7 separate regions of the Sus scrofa genome follow, and all the other regions are linked to region 1. Evidence: chromatin contacts called from public Hi-C, HiChIP or PLAC-seq and promoter capture Hi-C data. All regions are on one chromosome and are shown on one strand. The core of a region is the stretch at or near the end of the contact, and the rest is flanking DNA. Distances in the headings are between cores, read along the strand shown.

Evidence for each region. Promoter capture Hi-C pulls out the DNA fragments that hold promoters and counts their contacts. A called contact is a pair of places that touch in the nucleus more often than the background predicts. HiChIP or PLAC-seq counts read pairs in DNA pulled down with a chosen protein or histone mark.
Region 2: a contact with region 1 is called in an H3K27ac HiChIP or PLAC-seq map of alveolar macrophages. The contact joins the promoter of HNRNPL here to the promoter of ACTN4 in region 1. A contact is called at or near these places in 1 of 5 promoter capture datasets (liver), 4 of 47 Hi-C or Micro-C datasets (embryonic fibroblasts, heart right ventricle and liver) and 2 of 2 datasets of contacts at active chromatin or transcription factors (alveolar macrophages and skeletal muscle).
Region 3: a contact with region 1 is called in an H3K27ac HiChIP or PLAC-seq map of alveolar macrophages. The contact joins the promoter of PSMD8 here to the promoter of ACTN4 in region 1. A contact is called at or near these places in 1 of 5 promoter capture datasets (liver), 3 of 47 Hi-C or Micro-C datasets (embryonic fibroblasts and liver) and 1 of 2 datasets of contacts at active chromatin or transcription factors (alveolar macrophages).
Region 4: a Hi-C map of embryonic fibroblasts shows a contact between it and region 1, with 2.1 times the contacts expected there. The contact joins the promoter of MRPS12 here to the promoter of ACTN4 in region 1. A contact is called at or near these places in 2 of 47 Hi-C or Micro-C datasets (embryonic fibroblasts and epiblast stem cells) and 2 of 2 datasets of contacts at active chromatin or transcription factors (alveolar macrophages and skeletal muscle).
Region 5: a contact with region 1 is called in a promoter capture Hi-C map of fetal liver, with 2.1 times the contacts expected there. The contact joins the promoter of SIRT2 here to the promoter of ACTN4 in region 1. A contact is called at or near these places in 2 of 5 promoter capture datasets (fetal liver and liver), 2 of 47 Hi-C or Micro-C datasets (embryonic fibroblasts and liver) and 2 of 2 datasets of contacts at active chromatin or transcription factors (alveolar macrophages and skeletal muscle).
Region 6: a contact with region 1 is called in an H3K27ac HiChIP or PLAC-seq map of alveolar macrophages. The contact joins the promoter of FAM98C here to the promoter of ACTN4 in region 1. A contact is called at or near these places in 8 of 47 Hi-C or Micro-C datasets (embryonic fibroblasts, fetal heart ventricle, fetal skeletal muscle and 5 more) and 2 of 2 datasets of contacts at active chromatin or transcription factors (alveolar macrophages and skeletal muscle).
Region 7: an H3K27ac HiChIP or PLAC-seq map of skeletal muscle shows a contact between it and region 1. The contact joins the promoter of RINL here to the promoter of ACTN4 in region 1. A contact is called at or near these places in 1 of 47 Hi-C or Micro-C datasets (embryonic fibroblasts) and 1 of 2 datasets of contacts at active chromatin or transcription factors (skeletal muscle).

Annotation. Positions count from the first base shown.
Region 1 is chr6:47,492,102-47,495,089 of Sscrofa11.1, reverse strand. ACTN4 (alpha-actinin-4) reads right to left here and starts at 1,256. Exons shown (of 21, transcript XM_003355883.4): 1 at 921-1,256. The coding sequence starts at 1,082.
Region 2 is chr6:47,654,465-47,657,276 of Sscrofa11.1, reverse strand. HNRNPL (heterogeneous nuclear ribonucleoprotein L) reads left to right here and starts at 1,421. Exons shown (of 15, transcript XM_021094349.1): 1 at 1,421-1,997. The coding sequence starts at 1,741.
Region 3 is chr6:47,288,367-47,291,173 of Sscrofa11.1, reverse strand. It overlaps PSMD8 (26S proteasome non-ATPase regulatory subunit 8), which reads right to left and starts at 1,283. Exons shown (of 7, transcript XM_005664584.3): 1 at 806-1,283. The coding sequence starts at 1,168.
Region 4 is chr6:47,726,881-47,729,939 of Sscrofa11.1, reverse strand. MRPS12 (a long non-coding RNA gene) reads right to left here and starts at 1,422. Exons shown (of 3, transcript XR_002344649.1): 1 at 1,335-1,422; 2 at 975-1,042. It overlaps SARS2 (serine--tRNA ligase, mitochondrial), which reads left to right and starts at 1,546. Exons shown (of 17, transcript XM_021094351.1): 1 at 1,546-1,910. The coding sequence starts at 1,644.
Region 5 is chr6:47,701,805-47,704,919 of Sscrofa11.1, reverse strand. SIRT2 (sirtuin 2) reads left to right here and starts at 1,578. Exons shown (of 17, transcript NM_001114271.1): 1 at 1,578-1,635; 2 at 2,481-2,527. The coding sequence starts at 1,620. NFKBIB (NF-kappa-B inhibitor beta) reads right to left here and starts at 1,276. Exons shown (of 6, transcript XM_003355897.5): 1 at 1,001-1,276. The coding sequence starts at 1,179.
Region 6 is chr6:47,314,072-47,317,002 of Sscrofa11.1, reverse strand. FAM98C (protein FAM98C) reads right to left here and starts at 1,597. Exons shown (of 8, transcript XM_003127113.5): 1 at 1,487-1,597; 2 at 1,232-1,380; 3 at 1,018-1,152; 4 at 410-627. The coding sequence starts at 1,551.
Region 7 is chr6:47,681,016-47,683,892 of Sscrofa11.1, reverse strand. RINL (ras and Rab interactor-like protein) reads left to right here and starts at 1,610. Exons shown (of 13, transcript XM_021094350.1): 1 at 1,610-1,815. SIRT2 (sirtuin 2) reads left to right here. Exons shown (of 17, transcript NM_001114271.1): 15 at 368-438; 16 at 579-645; 17 at 766-1,466. The coding sequence ends at 921.

The sequences.
Region 1 (2,988 bases), core at 7-2,506:
TTTGTGGACGTTCCAGCAATTCTTCGGCTCCCCTCCTCAAAACGCTCCAAATACTCTCCCTATCTCCCTTGGGCCTCTCATCGATGAGGCCTTTAGCCTCATCAATTCCTTTCATGCCTTCTCTTGTCCAGTCTTCTCCTCTTCCCCTTAAAACGGGGCACCCCCAGTAAATCTCACCCCCTGCAAGACTTCTCATTCACAGGTCCCTTCGGACCCCCGTTCCAGACCTCATTCGCCACCCTCCCCATCCCCACATCCTAAGCCCCGGGTCTTTTCACAGTCACTTCTTTCCTTAGCCCCTCTGCTTTTATCTCCCCTGTCCTTCCACCACCCTTCCCACTCCACAATCCCCTCCTGAGTACCCCCCAACCCCATCTTCAGACTTCCAGAATCCTCACCCCCTTTAGAAGTTCCCCAGCCTGGGGCTCCCACAATCCTATCCTCTTCAGAGGACTCTGCGAGCCAAACAACCCCCTGCACACTCGAGCTCCTCCTCAGACTGCCCCGACCCCCAAATTCCAGACCCCCCGTTCCTCTCTCAGCAACCCCAATCCAACCCGAGCCTTCGATCCCGCCTCAGACCCAATTCCATTTTAGAGTCTCCAATCATCTCGCTGGTTTCCTCCAATTCCCCACCTCGACCCGCCTAATTCCTTCACAGACTCCCTGATTCCATGTTTTAGATTTCCATATTCTCTCCTCGGCCGCCAATGATTTTTTCAGACTCCCAATTCCTTGCTCAAGTTCTGCAACTCCTTTTCAGGACCCCAAACACCTTCTCAGATCCACCGATTCCTTCTCACGACGCCCGGTTCTCATCACAGACCCTCCACTCCCATCTCAGGACTCCCAACCCCTTCCCGGCGCCCAGCCTCCCTCGGAAGCCCCCCTCCAGCCCGTCCGGCCCGCGGGCCGCGCACCTTGCGTTGCTGCTTCTCCCAGGCCGGGTCCAGCAGCAGGTCCCGGTCCCAGTCGTCCTCCTGGGCCATGTAGTCGCCCATGCTACCGCCGCCGCCGGCGCCATTGCTCCCGCTGCTGGGGCCGTACTGGTACGACTGGTTCGCCGCGTGGTAGTCCACCATTCCGCCGCCTCTCCCGAGCCCGTCCGCTCCCGCCTCTGCTCCCGCCCCTCTGCCCGAGCCTCCGCCGCCGCCGCCGCCGCCGCTGCTTCAGCTGCTTCAGCCCGCCCTGCGCTAGCGCCTGCGCACTGCCCGCTGCGCTTGCGCACCGCGCCTCCGCCGCCGCCGCCGCCGCCGCCCTCCCGCGCGCGCGCGCGCGCGCTTCCTAACGAGAAAGGCCCTAAGACCCCGCCTCGGGAAGCTCTGAGCCTGCGCAGAGTCCACTTCCCCGCCGCCCTTCGGCTCGTGGACGAGCTTCGCCTCCTCGCGCGCGCGCGCGCGCGCGCGGCCTCTACGTGTGGGCGGGCCCAGAGAGCGAAGGATTCGGCCGGCGGGTCTGGCCATTGGGCTCTGGCGTGGAGTGTATTCCCTTTCGGCGCCAGAAATTCAACAAATATTAAGCGCCTACTATGTGCCAGACCATGTTTTACGCATCAACACTAAATAAGATAGACAAAACTGTCTGCCCTCATGAAACAACCGTCTAGTGAAAGGAAAAAAACACAATTTTAGGAAACAGTGTATTGGAGTTGCTGCTGTGGTGCAGCGTGTTAAGAATCCAGCGTTGCCCCAGCTGTGGCATCGGCCCCAGCTGTGGCTCATTTTCCATCCCTTGCCCAGGAATTTCCACATGCCACAGATGCGGGGGGAAAAAAAGTACATAGCGTATGTATATATTCCAAGGGGATATGTGCTATGAAGAAAAATCAAACAGAACTAGAATGGAAATGAAGTAGTCAGGATTGACTTCATTTATTTTTTTATTTTTTGCCTTTGCTTTTCAGGGCAACACCTGTGGCATATATAAGTTCCTGAGCTAGGAATCAAATCAGAGCTACACCTGCCAGCTTATGCAACAGCCATAGCAACCCACGATCCTTAACCCTCTGAGAGAAACCAGGGATGGAACCTGCATCCTCATGGATACCAGTCGGATTTGGATTTACGCCCTGCTGAGCCACAACGGAAACTGGCAGAGTTGGCTTTATGAACAAGGAGGACAATTAAACAAACTCTTGAAGAATTCACAAAATGGACATGGTAGCTCCGAATGGATACTGGCTGACTGGGAAAGTGGAGGATTTTTTGGACGTGTTTACTTCACTCATTCAAAAAGCATTTATTGAGCCTCTGTTGTATTCCAGGAACTCTTCTTGGATGCTGGTGATAAGGTGCTGAGCATGGTAAGTGCGCCAAGTTCTCAAGTGTATGGGGGACACGACAGTAAATAAATACAAATGACACTCACACATAATAGGTGTCTCAAGTGTAAGTACCCAGAGTTGGGCTCCTGATCTTCCTCCCAAACCTCGTCACCCCATAGCCATCCCCATCTTGGTCAATGGTGCCTCCGGCCTTTCAGCTGTGCAGGCAACAAAGCTTGCAGTCATCCTTGGCTCCTCTTTGTTTTCACACCCTACATCCAGTCGTTCAGGAAATTCTGTCAGATCCATCTTCCAAGTATATACAAAATTCACCCACTTCTCCCATCCCACATGGCCACACCCTGGTTCTGTCCACCCTCACCTTGTCTTCACCTGGACCAGTGTCCCAGCCTCCTCAACATTTCTCAAGTCCTCCACATGCCCCCTTCCCCACCTCTCTTTCTCCAAAGAAACCAGAAGGAGCCTGAGTCAAATCAAGCTCCTCCCTCCCCTGCTCAGAACCATCCCTTGGCGCCACGAAGTCAAAGACAGGAGGAAAGGCTGCAGGATTCCTTGCTTTGACTCAGCCCCGCCCAGCTTTGGAAGCAATGGGGACTCCTGGGGCTTCGGCCAAATTCACCAGTTCGTCCATGTCCTGCCCAGCCTGGTCCCCAGCTCCTCTCCCAACTCTTCTCCCATTCTCCCCCCTCGCTCTCCCAGCTCCT
Region 2 (2,812 bases), core at 172-2,671, 160 kb before region 1:
CTTTCCAAACCCGCGGACCTACCAGGCCTGGTCCCAATATCTTAGTGCCACTGATCCCATTTCTAACTTAGTTTCCACCGGGACCTCCATTTCGGGAACTCCCTTTCACCCGGATGGAAAGGTTCCGGAGCATCTTTAGGGGGGCCGCCCCCGCATTTCCCACTACTGTCTCCTCTCTTCTTGACTGCTTCTTCCTTCCCACCAACAGGCAGCCCCATAACCTTAGAGCCCACAGGGTGGCATCCTAGGTCAGCTCCCGCCCCGCCCCGCCCCTGGTTCCAACTATTGGGCGTTGTTGGACTCTAGAGACTGAGAGAGGGTGTCCTCTGAGGGTTGGCCCGGCCCTAAGAAAATGAGGCCCACTGGACGCTTAGAACTACTCCCTTTGCAGAGTGCTAATGCTAGCACTTTGCTGGGTGCTACATACACCTTGCGTTTGGTAGATAGGCCAGTCTAAGGCAGAGGCGGGGACCACCCTTCCCTTGCCCACACAGAACCAACCCACCCAGAACCAAACTGTGATAACCCTGTAAAGGCTGTCGTGTGAAAATCATTGGGCTGAGTGATCAGGGATTATCATGGGGGAAGCCCTGCGGTCTGGGCTGGTAGGGACTAGGGACACTTTCAGAGTGAACTGAGCACGGGCTAGAGAAATTTATTCCTTAGTTCTGGGGTAGTGGAGAAAGTGTCGTTTGGAAAGGCGTGCTTGGCCAAAGATCGAGAGGTGCGCGAAAAATCCTTTTCTTTCTGCAAACTGAGTTATTGTGGCTGAATTTAGAGGTGGAGTGGTGAAAGAATGCCGGCAAACCGGACAGGGTTAGACGGTTGGCAGCAGCAAATGGTTTTATACTGAGAAAAAGGTCAGACAGGGACTTTTAAAAACAATTCCTCTGGCACTGTGAAAGTTAGAGATAGAGAGGAATAGGATATAGTGACGGGGACAGAGCTACACTGGCCGTTTCCCTGTAACTTGGTGTAGGTCTCCAGTGCTGCTCACAGCAAATCAAAAACTACTCAAGGTACTTCAGGCCTTCGCTCCTTTGGAGGGCTGCCCCGCCTTCGGAGGCGCCAGAAAGCAGTTCGCGCATGCGTCCTCGCCTCCCATCCTTTCCTTGACTGCGCCAAAGAGCGCCTACGGGCCTGGGATGGGCTCCCCTTTCCACCCAATCAGGGCCCACCAGTGGTCCTACAATCTGGTGAGAGGATTCCACTCTCAAATGACTAATCGGGTGGAGACCCAGACGACGGACATCTACAGCAGCCAGTAGTGAAAAGCAAAAGGGAGGGGCCTCCTTCTCTCCTTGTAGAGAGGCTGGGGAAGGGAGTCGCTGCGACTGGATGACTAAGGGCTCTCCGTTTGATGGACGAGGGAGAAAACCAGTAAGAGCGGGAAGGAGGCGGGGCTTTTCAGGAGCTTGGGGAGCGCCGCTCCTATCAGGTACTCCAAAGGAGGCCAGGCTGTGCCAGAAATCCGACCTATCAAATTGGAGTTTATTTTAAGGCGGTGGGGTCGGCAAAATAACTTGCAGAAAGCGCTCGCCTATAAGGAGTGTCCCAGACAAACGAGGGCGGGCGCTCTTGCAGAACGGCGTGGCCTTTATCCTATAGGCACGCAAGGCGGACGGAGGCTTCCCCTCCCGCCGCGGCGGGACCAGTGGCTCCCCTATCGGGTGGGGGCGGCGAGTGACGGGCGTGTCCCTCCCCCAATGAGAGGCGGGGGGAGGCGGGTTCTGCGCCGCCATGTCGCGGAGGCTGCTGCCCCGGGCGGAGAAGCGGCGTCGGCGGTTGGAGCAGAGGCAGCAGCCGGACGAGCAGCGGCGGCGGTCCGGAGCGATGGTGAAGATGGCGGCGGCGGGCGGCGGAGGCGGCGGTGGCCGCTACTACGGCGGCGGCAGTGAGGGCGGCCGGGCCCCTAAGCGGCTCAAGACTGACAACGCCGGCGACCAGCATGGAGGCGGCGGCGGCGGTGGAGCCGGGGCGGCGGGCGGCGGCGGCGGGTGAGGCCAGGGCCCTAGGCGCCGGAGACGGCCGGGGAAGGGAGGGAAGATTGCCAATCTAGAGAGTATTAATTTTAGGTGGCTGAGTCTGTGCGCACGCGCCCAGGCCCTCGCCCTGAAGGACGGGGTGGGGTGGGGGAGGGGCAGACGTTGGGCAAACGGCGGGGTTTGCGCGAGGACAGGCGCTTGCGCGTGCGCGGTATCCCGAGGTGGGGGGTGGAGGAAACTGCTCGCGCTGCGGCTGGCGCATTGCGCAGGCGCCGCGGGCTAGCTTGTGGGGGCCAGGCACGCGGCCTGGCCGTTTTTCTCTATCGTTTTCCTGTCTGGCCCCCTGCGCAGGCGCACTGCTCCTGCCCCGGCCTCGTGGGCGGTTGTTGGGGGGGGGCACCGCGGGGAGCGCGTGGGCGGTGGCATTTTTCTCTGCTTGAGTGGGGAATTCTGCCTGATCGTTTTTAGTTTTTGTAGCGTCATGGTTTGTCCCTGTACAGAAACTCATTTATTTAAGGATGTTTTTTTAGACCAGGATATGTTCCTCGTTTTTGTGGGCATCGAAAACCGGAAGAAGGGCTTGTGAAAGGTCTTGGGCGTTTAGAAGTTTAAGCCAAGCTTTGGAGTTATCACAAGTTTGCTTACAATTTCTAGGGGTTAACTGGATGCAGTCAGTTTCTCGAATCAAAATGTTCTCTGAGGGTGGGCATTTTGGAAGGGATTGGAGCCTCTTCAATCCCCTAGGCGGAAGAGGCTACCAGTTGTTACTGCTGGCCTGGAACCCGGTTCCTCCTCCCTGGAAGTTCATGAAGTCCTCTCCTGGTCAC
Region 3 (2,807 bases), core at 34-2,533, 200 kb after region 1:
GGGACCCACTCCATGCCTGACCCAGTGCAATCAAGGGGGTGGGGGTGAGGGGCACTAGCACCTTCAGTTCTTTGGCAATCCTTTTCCACACTTTGTTGGGATGGGCCCAGCTACTCCCCTCCACCTACACCAAGAAGGTGGGGGGGGGCTAACCTCTCCCCATTGTCCAGCCCACACATCATCCCTTATCAAAGACACCCCCTCAGCAACTTGGTCCAGGCCACTGTATTTGTCCTCACTCCCACACTTGGCCTGAAGCACCTCCAGCACCATTCTGGTCCTTTACGAAAAGAATATTTTTCCTAGGTTCAATCCTGCCCTCTCAACTTGGCTGGGCCCCTCCCCCTCAGATGCACGCCTAAGCCTCTGATCTGAGACCCTCATGTGGCCTGGTTTTAACCACGCACCCCATCATCTCAGCTTTCTTCTTCCATCACCGCGTCCACTGTTCATTCCCCACTTGGCGTCGTCCAGAACCCTCCCTCAGAAAAAAACTCCGACACCCCCATCCTGCCACTCCAGCCAGCTAAGCCTCTAAGCACCAAAATTTGAACCTCTCACTCGTCTATGCTCGAACCACTCTCTCCGTCACCGCCGCCCCCTGCCCCCCACCGTGGGGCTGCATTTGGTCCATTCCAGGTCCCTCTCACTTCTTCATCCCTCCAAGCCCGAACTTTCGCTGTTCCGAATTCTTCACCCCATTGGATCGCCCAGCCCGCCTTGGTGCCGCCAGCAATGTGGCCCACTCCTGAGCCCAGAATTAGGTTCGGTCTGGGCCCCCCGAAGCGCCCCCGGTAACCCCTACCTTGAGACGGCCCAGTTCTTCACCGCATTTGCTAAGATTGGGGCTTTTACGGTTCCACTCGCCCTTGAGTTGTTCGTACATACCGGCTGCGGCCTGCAGGACTGCGCCCGAGGCCGCTGCAGGCCCCGAGCTCGAGCCGCCAGCCACCCCGTTCACCGTCGCGGCCGCCATCTTCCGTGATGCGGCAAACCGCCGAGCCGATTTACGGCAGCGACGCCTACTGCCGCTTGCCCGGCGGAAGTGGGCTCGGTAGGTGGAGCCCAAAGCCGGGGGCGGGGCTGCGACTGTGGGCCTCCGCACTCCGCGCTTGGTGCTCAGTCGCTTTCGGGGAGGTGCCCTCGAAGGCCGGCCTTTCACGAACATGTCGGTCGGGGCTCCGCCTCTGCTGTCACTCAAGATGGTGACCGGAAGTCTGCAAACTGTAAAGGGCAGCGCTTACAACGCCTCCCCTCCTCCCGGAGCCAATATGGCCGCCCTGGCTTCAGCTTGGTCTTTCCGGACGCTGCGTTCTTGTCTAGGTGGTGGAGCTGTTTGGAGAGCGATGTTATTCTTCCTGTATTATAGACCGGGTTTGAGAGGCTTCATAAACTTCCAAGAGACTAACAGCTGAGATTTGACTTTGGGTCTTTCTCTCTAATCTCTCAGTGCACCTTCCCAAACTCAAAGAAATGCAGGGAAGCTTTATAAAAATCATCCAGGCTTCATGCTGTATAGAGCAGGGAACTATATCTAATCGCTTGTAATAGAACATGATAGAATATGAGAAAATAATAAAAAAAAAGAAAAGAAAAAGATAATATGAGAAAAAGAATGTATATATAATTGGGTCACTTTTCTGTACAGCAGAAATGGACAGAACATTGTAAATGAACTATAATAAATTTTTAAAAATCATCCAATATTAACGGCTTTATATGCCACATTTTGGGGAGGATTCCCAATTTTTTTTTTATCCCTACCTGTTATTCCTCCATATATACCACACCTGCCTACTTAACGTCTCTCCTTTTTCTGAGTTCTCTTGTCTCTGTCATTTAGAAAGTCAGCTCCATGACAGCAGGGATGTTTATTGGGTTTTTTTTTTTTTTACTGTTGTATTCCTGGCTTGTGGTAGACAATGAATATTTGTTGAATGAGTGGATGAATGGATATGTAAATAAGTTGTCTTTAACAGTTTTTAAAGAAAAACTGCATCATACTATACATACCTTCCAAAATGCAACATGCCTTTTTTTTTTTTTTTTTTTTAAAGGAATACACTAAAGAGATCTCTGGAGATCAATGGACATATTTTTGACACTTTATAAAAAAACAGCTTCAGAATTCCCTTACGGCTCAGCAGGTTAAGGATTCCTTGTTGACACTGCTATGGCTTGGGTTGCTGCTATGGCATGGGTTCAATCCCTGGCCCCGGAACTTCCACCACATCCTGGTGGCTCAAACAAACAAAAATAATCCAAACATCAATATGGGAACCATTAAATCAATTGCATATTCACACTGTGGAATATCGTGCAGATGTTTTGTTTTGTTTGCTTTGTTTTGGACCCGGCCACTACAGTGACAGGATCTGATCCTTAACCTGCTGACTTGACCACAGAACTCCTTCAAGTCTTTGCCTTTTTTTTTTTTCTTTTCCATTTTTTTCCTTTGCCGTTTTTAATTGAGTTGTTTGTGGTTTTTTGTTGTTGTTGAGTCAGAGGAGTTCTTTATTTTCATTTTCGTTTGTTTTTGGCTGCACCCAAAACATGTGAAATTTCCCAGGCCAAGGATGGAACCTGCGCCACAGCAGGGACAATGGGGATCCTTAATCCCCTGAGGCACCAGGGAAAGGAGTTCTTTATTTTCTACATATTAGTCTTTATCAGATACATGATTTACAAATACTTTCTCTCATTCTATCAGTTGGCTTTTCACTCTGTTAATGGTATCCTTTGATTCACAAAAGGGTTTAATTTTGATGAGACCTAATTTATCTGTTTTCTCTTTTGTCACCTATACT
Region 4 (3,059 bases), core at 173-2,672, 230 kb before region 1:
CCATTTCCATGTATCCTTATGCCTCAAGTGACAGCAGAATCCTCAAAGGGGATTCCTAGAAGTCTCTCCTTAGTGATGTGCCACCGCCGCCGAGCACGACTGTTCACCTCAGGGCCTCAGTGTGCTCATCTGTAGGGTAGGCACCATCATTAGAGCTCCTCCTGCCTCCTAAGCACTGTGTGATCCGCACGTCAACCTAGCCCAGATTCCCCAAGCAGGGCAGAGATCTGTCTTGTTCAGCCCTGTGATCCCTAGTCAATGTCAAAAAAGAGCTTAACAGGGAGTTCCTGTTGTGGCCCAGTGGAAACGAACCCAATTAGTATCCATGAGGATGCAGGTTCGATCCCTGGCCTCACTCAGTGGGTTAAGGATCTTGCGTTGCAGTGAGCTGTGGTGTAGGTCGCAGATGTGGCTCAGATCCCATGTTGCTGTGGCTGTGGTGTAGGCTGGCAGCTACAGCTCGATTCAACCCCTAGCCTGGAAAATTCCATATTTGGGCATAAAAAAAAAAAAAAAAAAAAGGAAAGAAAGAAGGAGCTTAACAAAGGTTTGAAGAGTGAATACGCAGGTGGAATATCTCACAAAGAGCATGACCTGTGAGAAACATTTGGTATTTGTGGAAGAAACAGGTTCATAATAAAGCTTCCCTCTCAGTGCCCGGCATGTACTAGGCTCTTGGAAAATACCAGTTGAATGAACAACTTCAACACTTTGCTTGGACGTCTCACCCAAGGGAAATATTTAATATTATTTGCTGAAAAAAATAACCGACCCAAACTCCTGACACCCCCCTGACCCATAGTAGCCCTCAATGCAACTACTTCCCACCCCCTTCCCTTGCAACACCAGCTCCGCCAAAAGCCATCGTGTATCCTCCCTGATTTAAAACCTTGATTCCCTCGGCAGAGGATGCAAGTCCCAGGGGGGATAACCCTCACCTAGCCTCGGCTCTGCAGCCCTAGTCCCCTACTTACCACAGTTTAGGGACGTGCCGAGGCCACGGAGAAGGCCGGACCAGGACATCCCGCCGCCTGAAGGGTCCCTGTTTTAGGGGATGAGAGATTCAGATAGAGAAGGAGGGGAAAGTGTCCGTGATCGGGGAAGGGCCAAATCTCCCCATCCCGCTCTCGGACTCTTCCGTTTAAATCTAAGGGATTTCCTCCGACTGTATAACCACAACTCCTAAAGCCGCTAACAGAGAAAGTCCCTCCGTAAATTTAGTCTTGCTCTGAATAGCCTCTCGGGGATTCAACCGCCCCTGCTCACATACAAGAGGAAAAGGGAAACTGAGGGGAGACCCGGGGAGGTTTCGAGGACCCGAGAATCCCGTCTACCTTTCCGACACTAGCCCGGTCCGCCGACACGCCAAATCTGACCTCTAACTGAATGGAATTATCCCGGCAGGGATTGGCTGGCTCTGCCCTTCCCGGTACACTGAAGGGGCGGGGAACAGATGACGATTGGGCAACGATAATGTCAATCTCGGCCAACTGTTCTCCCAGAACAGTGTTTTTTGAGGCATGGGAGGGGCTCACTCCTTCCAAAGTTTGATTGGCTAGTCCCGGAGAAGAGCTGCTTTACAATTGGTCTAAACGCGTAGTGGGCGGGATGAAGAGTGCGCGACTTTTTGTCCCCCTTCCAAGATGGCTGCGTCCATGGTGCGGCGTTTGTGGCCTCTGGTGGCTAGTCGGGGCCTGCGGCTCCGGGGAGGCTATGCCTGCAACCAGAGCCCAAGGAGAAGCTTCGCTACGGAGAGGCGAGACAGGAACCTCCTGTACGAGCACGCACGTGAAGGCTACAGCGCGCTCCCTCAGCTGGACATGGAGCCGCTGTGCGCATACCCGGAAGAGGCGGCGCGCACCTTGGATCTCCGCAAGGGGGAGCTGCGATCTGACGACCTGCCGGCGATCGTGAGTGCGCTTGCGCTGGCCGGCATTGCCAGGCCTGGCCGCTTTGCTTATTGGCTGTTCGCTCTAGGGACGAAGTGGGCGTGCCAGATATTCTCCAGGAGGGGGCGGTCTTATCGCAGGATTTTAGTTTCTTCCCAAGTTTAGCAAACGTGTTTGGCACTCACGTACGTGCCAGTTATCCGTGGAGTGCCAAGGCCCTACAGTCTAGATATCCATGATGCTCCTGTTCCATATGGCTTGTTGAGTACCCACTCTGCACTAAGAACTTACTACTGTCTGCCAATGTGCTCCGACGTCGAACCAGGCTTACCCTAAGGCCACAGAGGGAAATGCCGGACAAAGATGTGAATCAGAGGTGAGGGGAGCCTCTTGCCTTTGGAGATTGAAAAGTAGAGTTTGCACCTACCCACGAGTATCAGGCAGTTAAATAGTGTTATTTAATCCTTTGAAAGATATTTAGGGAGCGCCTACCTTAAGTTCCAGGTGTTGAGAATAAGACAGCGAATGATAATAATCGCAAAGCTAGCACCTATATAATACTACATGCTGGGGAACTAGAACCGGTGTCACCATATTTCTAGACCCTGTTGGGGCGCTAAGGATGATGGGAACTCGGAATCCTCCCAGCCATCTCTTGGAGCTCCTCCCCAGCCATCCTATTTTAAGTGCTTTATACAGATTAGTCTCATTTAAGTTTCACAACAATCCTGTGAGGTAGGTACAGCTATTTCCCCTACTTTATCAGTGAGGAAGTTAAGGCTCAGAGAAGTTACTTTTTTTGGCTGCCCTGGAGGCATGCACAAGTTCCTAGGGATCGAACCTGGGCCATAGCAGTGATAAATGCCAAATGCTTAACCACTAGGCCAGCAGAAAACTCTATCAGAGAAGTTAATTTAAAATATATATAAGGGGAGTTCCCGTCGTGACACAGCAAAAATGAATCTGACTAGCATCCATGAAGACGCAGGTTCAATCCCTGGCCTTGCTCAGTGGGTTAAGGATCTGGCGTGGCTATGGCTGTTGGCATAGGCCAGCAGCTACAGCTCTGATTCACCTCCTAGCCTGGGAACCTCCATATGCCGTGGGTGTGGCCCTAAAAAGACAAAAAATAAAATAAAATATATATAGGGAACTCCCCTTGTGGCACAG
Region 5 (3,115 bases), core at 329-2,828, 210 kb before region 1:
CTGAGTGCCTCCTATGGGTCAGGGGCTGCTGGGTCACTGGGGATACAGCGGTAAACACGATACTCAAAAACCCCAGGTACATTCCCTCAATTGGGCCTTTACAACTGTTTTTCCCTCTATGTGCAATGTTCTCCCCAGATAATCTACTTGTCTCACTTCCCTGCTTTATTTTTCTCCAAAGAACTTCTTAACGTCTGACATGCTATTTTTCTTTTTTTTTTTAATTTTTGTCTTCGTTTCTTCCTGCCTTTCTTCTTTCTCTCCCTTTCTTACTTTAGGTCTGTGTATCTTTTTTTCTCTTTCCTTCTCTCTCCTTTTCTTTCCTTTTTCTTCCTCCTACCCTTCCTCCCTCCCTGTCAGTCTATCTGCCCTTCTGTCTATATACCCCCACTAGAATGTATGCTCCACAAGACAAATGTTTTTTGGGCTTTCCTCCCTGCCTTTAGGCCACACCTAAAACAGTTCCTGGAAAGTCGAAGGTGTTGGATTATTTGTTTAATAGATGAATTCCTGCTGTTATGTAGTTTCCATTTTCTCTTTGAATGTAAGCTTTGAAGATCAGAGTTCAGAAGGTGGGATCCTGGAGTCAAAAGCCAAGTATTAATTTCGAAATAAAATCTAAGGCTCATGTAAGTTAGGCGCTGAGGACCAAAGATCATATTTGGAGGATAAAGGTCAGGAGGAGCCTGTCTGAACTACAGTTCTAACAGAGGGCTAAGGACTGGGGTCAGGAAGGTCAAATCGAGTTTTGGATGTGGAATCGATCACTGAATGTGGGTCTGATCAATGAACGCATAACTCTGAGAATCAGTTCAAGAAAGGAAGGCCAGACATTATTGGGTTAGGATCAAAATTAGATAAGAAGTTGGTTTTATCAGAGGCCAGTCTTGGGGTCAGGAAGTCAAGCATCAAAAGACAGATTTAGGATTGAAAGGTTGGGAAGTCAGGATTGGAGATGTGGGACCCTGGGGCCCGATTTGTCAGTCTAAGGTTCACTCACGTGTCGCCATCCTCAGTGACGTAGCCGAAGACGAGGGGCGCCCACGATAGTCCCGGACCCAGCTCCGCGCCTAGGCCTGGTCCTCCGGGGGCCGCTGCGTCCGGACCCAGAGAGCCCAAGCCGCTGTCGCACCATTCATCGGTGTCCGCAGCTTTCCCCAAGCACGCAACCCCAGCCATGGCCCCCGAAGCCTCAGGGGCCCCCAGCGGCAGCCCGCCTGTCGCTGGGCTCTGCCTGGAATTCTCGAGCTTCCGCCCTGCGGGGAATTCCCCAACACGCCCCCCTGACTCATCCAATCAGGGTGGGCTAAGTAGTACACGCCCCGCCCCCATGCCACATGATGACCAATCAGAGCACTCAGGTGGACTACGGCGTTCTACCTTTTCCCACACTTTCCCGGAGTCCTTTACCAGCATGGCTGTGGACGTGGAGCCCTCTGGGACTCGTAGTCCGGCCTTTGCGTGGGGGCGCGCTCCGTACGCGGTGCAGAGCATTATATGCGATCGCGATGGCTGCTGGGAGTTGTAGTTCTCTGCCTTGTCTCGGCCCCCTCCTGTTTCCGGTGCCGTCACGGGACAGAGCAGTCGGTGACAGTCCCGAGGGCCCCCGCCCCGCGCCCATGGCCGAGCCGGATCGTGAGTCGGGGACCCCGGTGGGAGGGCAGGGCTGCACCGGGGCCTAGCTGAGGGTCGTAGGCCCCGGGGCCCGAGGGCAGGCTTGGTGGGGCAGGAGATGGGGGTTGCATGGGGGGGAAAATGGGATTCCGGGGGCAGTTGCCAAGTGATCCATATTGCTAGATTGGTGGCTTTCTGGGTCGCTAGGTTTTAAGGGTCCGTTTGCCACTTCCCCCAAGTTACTAATGATCACATGTTTCTCGCACCTTAGTTGCCAAGGACCCTCGTTGCTAGGGACTTAAGATGCCGCGGTCCTGGTTGCTAAGGGTACCTGGTTGTTAGTAGCAACTGTAGGATGCCAGGGTCCCCTCCTATTGCTTCCTTTTTCTCCGAAACCAACCCCACCCTGCCCGACACACACACACACACACACCACACACACACACACACTCTGCACCTCTTCTCCCAAACCTGCCAACAGGCAGAGTATGTCTTCTCTCCTTTCTATGGCTTCCCACTGCTTGTAAACCTAATGACACACACTCTCACACTACTACACCCTTCCTAACTCCTCCTAAGTCTTCCTCCATGCCGGGCGTGCTTTACTTTCTCTTCCCTCGCCTAAACCTTCCTGTCCCGGCCTCTTTGTCCCTCGCTAACCTCTCCTCCCAGCCGTCTGCACACTGATAAGGTCCGCTTTTCCCCATTGCCGCCCTCCTCCACTTCCATTTTACACCCCCACCCCACCCGGTATGACCAGGTTGGTGAGTTTTCTTGATCCCTCTGCCCCACTAATTTGAAGCCCTTCCTTCCCCCTTAACCACTCCCTTCACCTTAACCACGTCTGCTCCCCCTCCTCCCCCCAGCCTCAGACCCTGTGGAGACCCAGACAGGGAAGGTGCAAGAGGCTCAGGTGAGATGGGGCGGAAGGGTGGCGGGAAGGAGAGAGATGGACTTCCCACACCCCATCCTGGGAGGGAGGTGGCAGAGGGGAGATGGGAACCCCAGGGCCCTGAGCTCCCTGCCCCAGTCCCTCCCCCCACCTCCTGGTTCAGCCTCCCGGGGAATGGTGGATTCTGGGGACTGTCAGAGGAGGGCGTGCAGCCTCAGCCCCCGGCCTGCCCTTCCAAACCTTCCTCTCTCCTTGCCACCCCCCACCCCATCCCTTCTGAACCTCTTTTGCACTGCGCATGGAAGAGATCTCAGAGCCAAGTGTAGGGTGACAAGGAAAGCAGCTCAGGGCACCTTGGGAGCCCAGAGTAAACTTCGTGGAGTCCCACAGATTCCAGCCAGTCCTTTCCCTGGAGGAATCCCACAGGCTGATCTAGGAGTCAGGTTGAGGTACAGACTCGCAGTAGTGAGTGTAGAGTGACTTAGAATTTTCTTAGGTGAGGTGCGAATTGGGGTCCCACGCGGAGGGTACGGCTTGTGCAAACACGGGGAGGCGGGAGAGTGAGATGCGCTCAGAGGTCAGGTGGCTGGGGTGCTCCGCTAATTATTC
Region 6 (2,931 bases), core at 348-2,847, 180 kb after region 1:
CCACATGCCACGGGTGCGGCTCTAAAAATAAAAATAAAAATGAAAAAGTCAGTCGTGGAGTTCCCACTGTAGCACGGTGGGATAAGAATACAACTGCAGCTGCTGTGGTTGCTGCAGAGGCGCAAGTTGGATCCCTGGCCCCGTGTAGTGAGTTAAAAGATCCAGCGTTGCCTCCGCTGCAGCTGTGGTGCAGGTGGAAGCTGTGGCTCGGATTCAATCCCTGGCCCAGGAATTTCCATATGCCTCCGGATCAGCCGTAAAGAAAGAAAGAAAGAAAAAAAAGTGAAGGTCACAATTCTAGAAAACAGCAGTGGTTAGGGCACTCCTCCCCTGCCACTTCTGGAGAGGGGGCTCTCCCCCTACAAGGAAGGCAGGGTGGCCCGGGTGCAGAGGGGCTCCCACTCTCTACCTTGGCATGCAACTCCCGCAGCAGCTGGCTGGCGGGGGTCCCCCGCGGAGGTCTGGGCAGTCCCAGGGCTTGGAGAGTAAGCACCAGTTCCTGGACCAGGCCAGATTCCTCCTCTGCCCCCTCCCCTGCCCACTCTCCACCGAATGGCTCAAGGCTGGGATCCAGCTTGGGTTGCAGGTGGAGTAGGCGGGCCGCCTGGAGCTCTGAGCAGAGAAAGCCTAAAAGCAGAGAAAAGGAGCGACGCAATTAAGGAGGGCTGCCACCCCGCCTACCTGGCTCAACAAGTCCAAGCGGCTGCAAAACCACCGGCCTCCTAGGTCCGCTCAACTAGAACCCTGGCTCTACCTCCAGCGTAAGCTCCACCCACTTTGGGACCCAGCTCCCTCTTAGGACTTCGAACCCTGCCCACTTAGGAATCACCTGCCTAACCCATCCATCGCGGAGCTCTTAGCCCGCCCCAATGTTTTGACCCCACCCACCTCCGGCCCAGAGTCAATCTTTTGACCGAGGCCCCTCGGGAACCCAGGCTCCACCTCAATGTGCGGAGCCCGCCCCCCTCGAGGCTGCAGCCTTGCCCACTTCCGCATCCCGGCCCGCCCCAGGCTCACGCAGCAGGCGCAGGCGCGCGCCCGGCTTCCGCAGGGAGGATGCGCAGTCTCTGCCGCAGAGCTCTCGATCGGGGCAGTGCAACTCCCGCAAAAGGCCGGCCAACTGTCGCAGGAATTCCTCCTCGGCGCCAGGACCTGCTGGAAGCGGGAGACGTCAGGGCATGGCGGCGGCACCAGCCGCTCCAGCCCCAGGGGCCTTCCTCTCCACGCGTACCGTCGCCGGCGCTCAGTGCCTCCGTGCCTTCCTCTTTCTCCCGCTCCAGGGCGTCCAGCGTCGCCAGCTCTGCCGCCAGCCGCGCGCACAGCGCCCTGAAGTCTGGGCACGAGGGGCCCGGCGACGCCCTCTCTGGGAAACCCTCATACCTGCAGCGGGGCCGAGGCAGCGGGAGGGGGCGGGGCAGGTCTGTAAGAATTTCTGAGGGCAAACCTGCTTCTTCCTCACCCCCCAGCCACACCCCGCACCCCTTACCCCAGGGCCAGCAGGTCCCCGGCCAAGGCGGCCCACTCCCGCTCCTCCGCCTCCGCCCCCTCCATGAAACTGTAGTCTCTTCGCCGGGCGCGCGCCCCCTGCCGGCCGGTGGGAGGCTCCTCCCCAGGACGGGCGTGCGCACCCCCAGTAACTGACCAATCAACTAAGGGCCTTCGTCATTCCAATTGGTGCAGGAGGAGGCAGAGCCCGCTCCCAAGTTCACCGCCTATGAGGAATACTATAGAGCGCAGCCCCTTGGGTAACTCTGGAGAGCCCTCTGGCTCTGTAAATCCAGAGTCCGCTTTCAGGTTCCCAGTTGTCCCGACAGACCAACGGATGTGGCTCCTGATGCAACATAGAAGCAACTTTGGTTTCCTTTTCCTCAGCCTCCATCAGATGCCCTGTGGCTTTTAAAGCACCCCAGACCAAGTGTGGGAGTCTGCCCAAGTCCAAAAGCTTGTTAACTCCTTTTCTACTTAGAATTTTGTCAGGGACCCAGGAATCCCAGCTATACACATACTCACAAACCCAACAGTTGGTCCTTCTCATTGATCACAATGCACCCTTTGAACCTTCACCCCTCTAGCTACTTACTAAACCCCGGAGAGAGGGAGCAGGTGCAATAAACCGTTGCGATTAAGAGACTGCACCCTGGGAATGCAATCTTTTTTGTTTTTCTTTTCTATGGCCGCACCCGGGGCATGTGGAGGTTCCCAGGCTAGGGGTCTAATCAGAGCTGTAGCTGCCGTCCTACACCACAGACACAGACACAGACACAGCCACATCAGATCCGAGCCGCATGTCACAGCAACGCTGGATCCCCAACCCACTGGGCAAGGCCAGGGATCGAACCTGCAACTTCATTGTTCCCAGTCGGATTCGTTAACCTCTGAACCACGACGGGAACTCCCTTGTTTGTTTTTTAGAAGTGCAATCTCTTCTGCAGGCAGAGGTTAGTGTTTGACTTGACCATTCACCACCATTGTGTTCCTGCCAGATTGCTTCACATCCTTGTAATGAGGGTAATAAGAACCACCTCTTACAGTTGTCAGGATTAGAGTCCTGTATGTAAGTGCTTAGCAGACGTACAAGGGGTACTCAGTTAAAAATGACTAACATACAAGAGTTCCCGTTGTGGCTCAGTGGTTAATGAATCCACCTAGGAACCATGAGGTTGTGGGTTCAATCCCTGGCCTTGCTCTATGGGTTAAGGATCCGGCGTTGCCGTGAGCTGTGGTGTAGGTTGCAAATGCGGCTCGGATCTGGCGTTGCTGTGACTCTGGCATAGGCTGACAGCTGTAGTCCCGATTAGACCCCTAGCCCGGGAACCTCCATATGCCACAGGAGTGGCCCTCGAAAAGGCAAAAAGACCAAAAAAAAAAAAGAACATACATTGAGCATTTTGTGTGTGCTACTGGGCTAAGTATCTTATGTCCTTTTTTTGT
Region 7 (2,877 bases), core at 361-2,860, 190 kb before region 1:
AGGAATGACGTGCTGCCCCCTGTCCCCCGCCTGCAGCAGCCAGGTCACCCCCTCACTCCTCCTCTCTTTTCCTGAGGTGGCCTCACTCCCAGGCAGGGGCTCCCTCCTGGGGACAGACGTTTCCTCCAACAGGCGGAAACATACCGTGTGCCAGACGCCGTTCTAAGCATTTTCTCTGTATTAACTCACGGACAGTTCAATCCTAGGCGCCGGTCTCATGATTCCCCCCACTCTGCAGAGAGGGAAGCTGAGATTCAGAGAGGCCAGGCCCCTTGAGCAGAGCCACGGAGCTGGGATTCAAACCCAGGCCACCTGGCTCCAGGGTCTGTGCTCTGAGCTCCCCCCCCACTCCACACCTCCCCCACAGACTGACCCGTTCCTCGGGATGATGATGGGCCTCGGAGGAGGCATGGACTTCGATTCAAAAAAGGCGTACAGGTGAGAGGCGGAGCCTGCAGGGACAGGGCCAAGGTGGGAGGAGGCCAGGAAGGCACACACTCAACAAGGCAGAGCCGCCAGCTGCCCGCCAGTGGGGTCCTGGAACGAGCCTGGGAGCTCTGACTCTCACCCGCCCGCAGGGACGTGGCCTGGCTGGGTGACTGCGACCAGGGCTGCTTGGCCCTCGCTGATCTCCTCGGATGGAAGGTGAGGGGCCTGGGCCATCCCAGCCCACCCTGAGCCCAGTCCCTGGACCCCTGCCCCACAGGTCCTCTGACCCTATGAGGCATGGTGACCTCTGACTTCTGTGAACTTTGCCCTCTGCAGAAGGAGCTGGAGGACCTTGTCCGGAAAGAGCATGCCAGCATAGATGCCCAGTCGGGATCGGGCACCCCCAATCCCACCACTTCAGCTTCCCCCAGGAAGTCTCCGCCTCCTGCCAAGGCAGAGGCCAGGACCTCGGAGGGAGAGAAACCCCAGTGACAGCTGCGTCTCCCAGGCAGGACGCCCAGCTTTGGGACAGCTGAGTCCCAACCAGCCCTGGCCTCCTCTAACTTACAGCTCTTTTCTGGGGAGCTCAGAACGTTTCCGCAATCTTTTAACTACTCCCTCCTAAACCTGGGGTCCCGGCAGCCCCGACCCCAGCAAATCTCTAACATTCTTTGGGGCCGAGGCTTGGGCAGCCCGCCTCTAACAGCCCACAGCCTCTAACCACCCCCGGGACTGAGGATCAGCCTCCCTAATCTCTAACTGCTCAGGGGGCCGGGTGTACCTCCAAACCTCTAACTGTCCCAGGCCAAGGGTCCCCAGGGCCCCCACGCCCTCTACTGTCCCCAGGAGCCTGTGGCCAAGTAGCTGAAACCTAACCTACCCGTGGGTGGGGGGATCTGAGCCTCAAGGTCTCCCAAGTCTCTTCCTCCAGCTCCCCAAGTGGGTGCTGGACCCCCTCACTCGGGACCCACTTCCCATGCCAAGGAGGGCAGATGGTGTCACTTATTAGAGATGAATTAAAAACAAAGAACAACTAATAATCGGCTGTCCGGCCTCGCTGTTCTTTTCTGTGGGCCACGGGGAAGCTGCCAGAGGAAGGGGTTAGATCTCGGGCCCTAAGAAAACCGTAGCATCCACAGGCTCTTACGAGAAACAGCGTGAAGGCTGTCGAGAGGGGACTCTTGTGGCCACAGGAGCCTCACGGCTCTTACCCCTGGACCCCAGACTGCCTAGGGTCCTTCCTCCAAAGCCCAGTCATCTGAGGCCTGAGCCCCCGGAAAGAGGGAGGTACCCCCAGCCCCGCCTCTTCCCCCTGCCTGCTCTGCTTCCTCTCTCTGTGAGAACACTTTCACTTCCTGCTCCTCCAGGCCTCCCCTCCGAGAACAGGTAGGGGCCCCCAGGGACCAAGCAGCTGGCATCATCACCCCTCGCTGCCTCCCTTTGGTATCAGGCAGCTGCCCCCTCTGGCCCTGCCCAGCACCATCCGTCCCCTCCACCTCTACGGGACCCAGGCCAGCATCTGCCTCCCTCCCCCGACCTCTCCTGCCTGCTCTCCCCTGGGCAGGGCACCTGCTCTCTGTCTCCCACTTCCCAACACCCTAGGTTTCTGGTCAGGGGGCAGAGGGATTTGTTTAACTGTTTGTTATCCATCCCCTGTGCCCACCCCAAGAAGAGCACAAGCCCTGGGAGCAGGGGCCTAGTCTGCTGTCATCCTTTCCCCAGGCACCGAATTCTGGGCCTGTACTCAGTAAATACTTGTTGGGTGGATGGACGAATGGGTGGGTGAATGGATGGATGTATGGATGGGTAGATGGGTGGATGGGTTGGTGGATGGATGAGTGGGTGGGTGGGTGGATGGGTGGGTGGAGGGATGGGTGGAGGGATAGGTGGGTGGATGGATGGGTGGGTGGATGGAGGGATGGATGGATGGATGGATGTGTGGATGAGTGGATGGATGGATGGATGGGTGGATGGATGGGTGGATGGGTGGATGGGTGGATGGATGGGTGGGTGGATGGAGGGATGGATGGATGGATGGATGGATGAACGGGTGGATGGGTGGGTGGGTGGAGGGATGGATGGATGGATGGATGGATGGATGGATGGGTGGGTGGATGGATGGATGGGTGGGTGGGTGAGTGGATGAATGGATGGGTGGGTGAATGGGTGGATGGATGTATGTAAGGATGAACAGACAGATGGACAAATGGGTGGACTTAGACCCCCTACTCCTGAGACTGCTGCAGGGATAGTTTTTTTAATGGCTACCTTAACTGATAACCCGCTGTAGGACTCTACCTGGTTAAGAGTTGGGGTCTGATGGATAGATGGATAGAGGGCCAGGTGTGTGGTAAAGCAAAAAGAATAAAATGTTAATAGTTGAATCTAGGTAGTGGGTATATGGATGTTCCCTGAAAAAAAATTCCATTTTTCTGAATGTTTGAAATT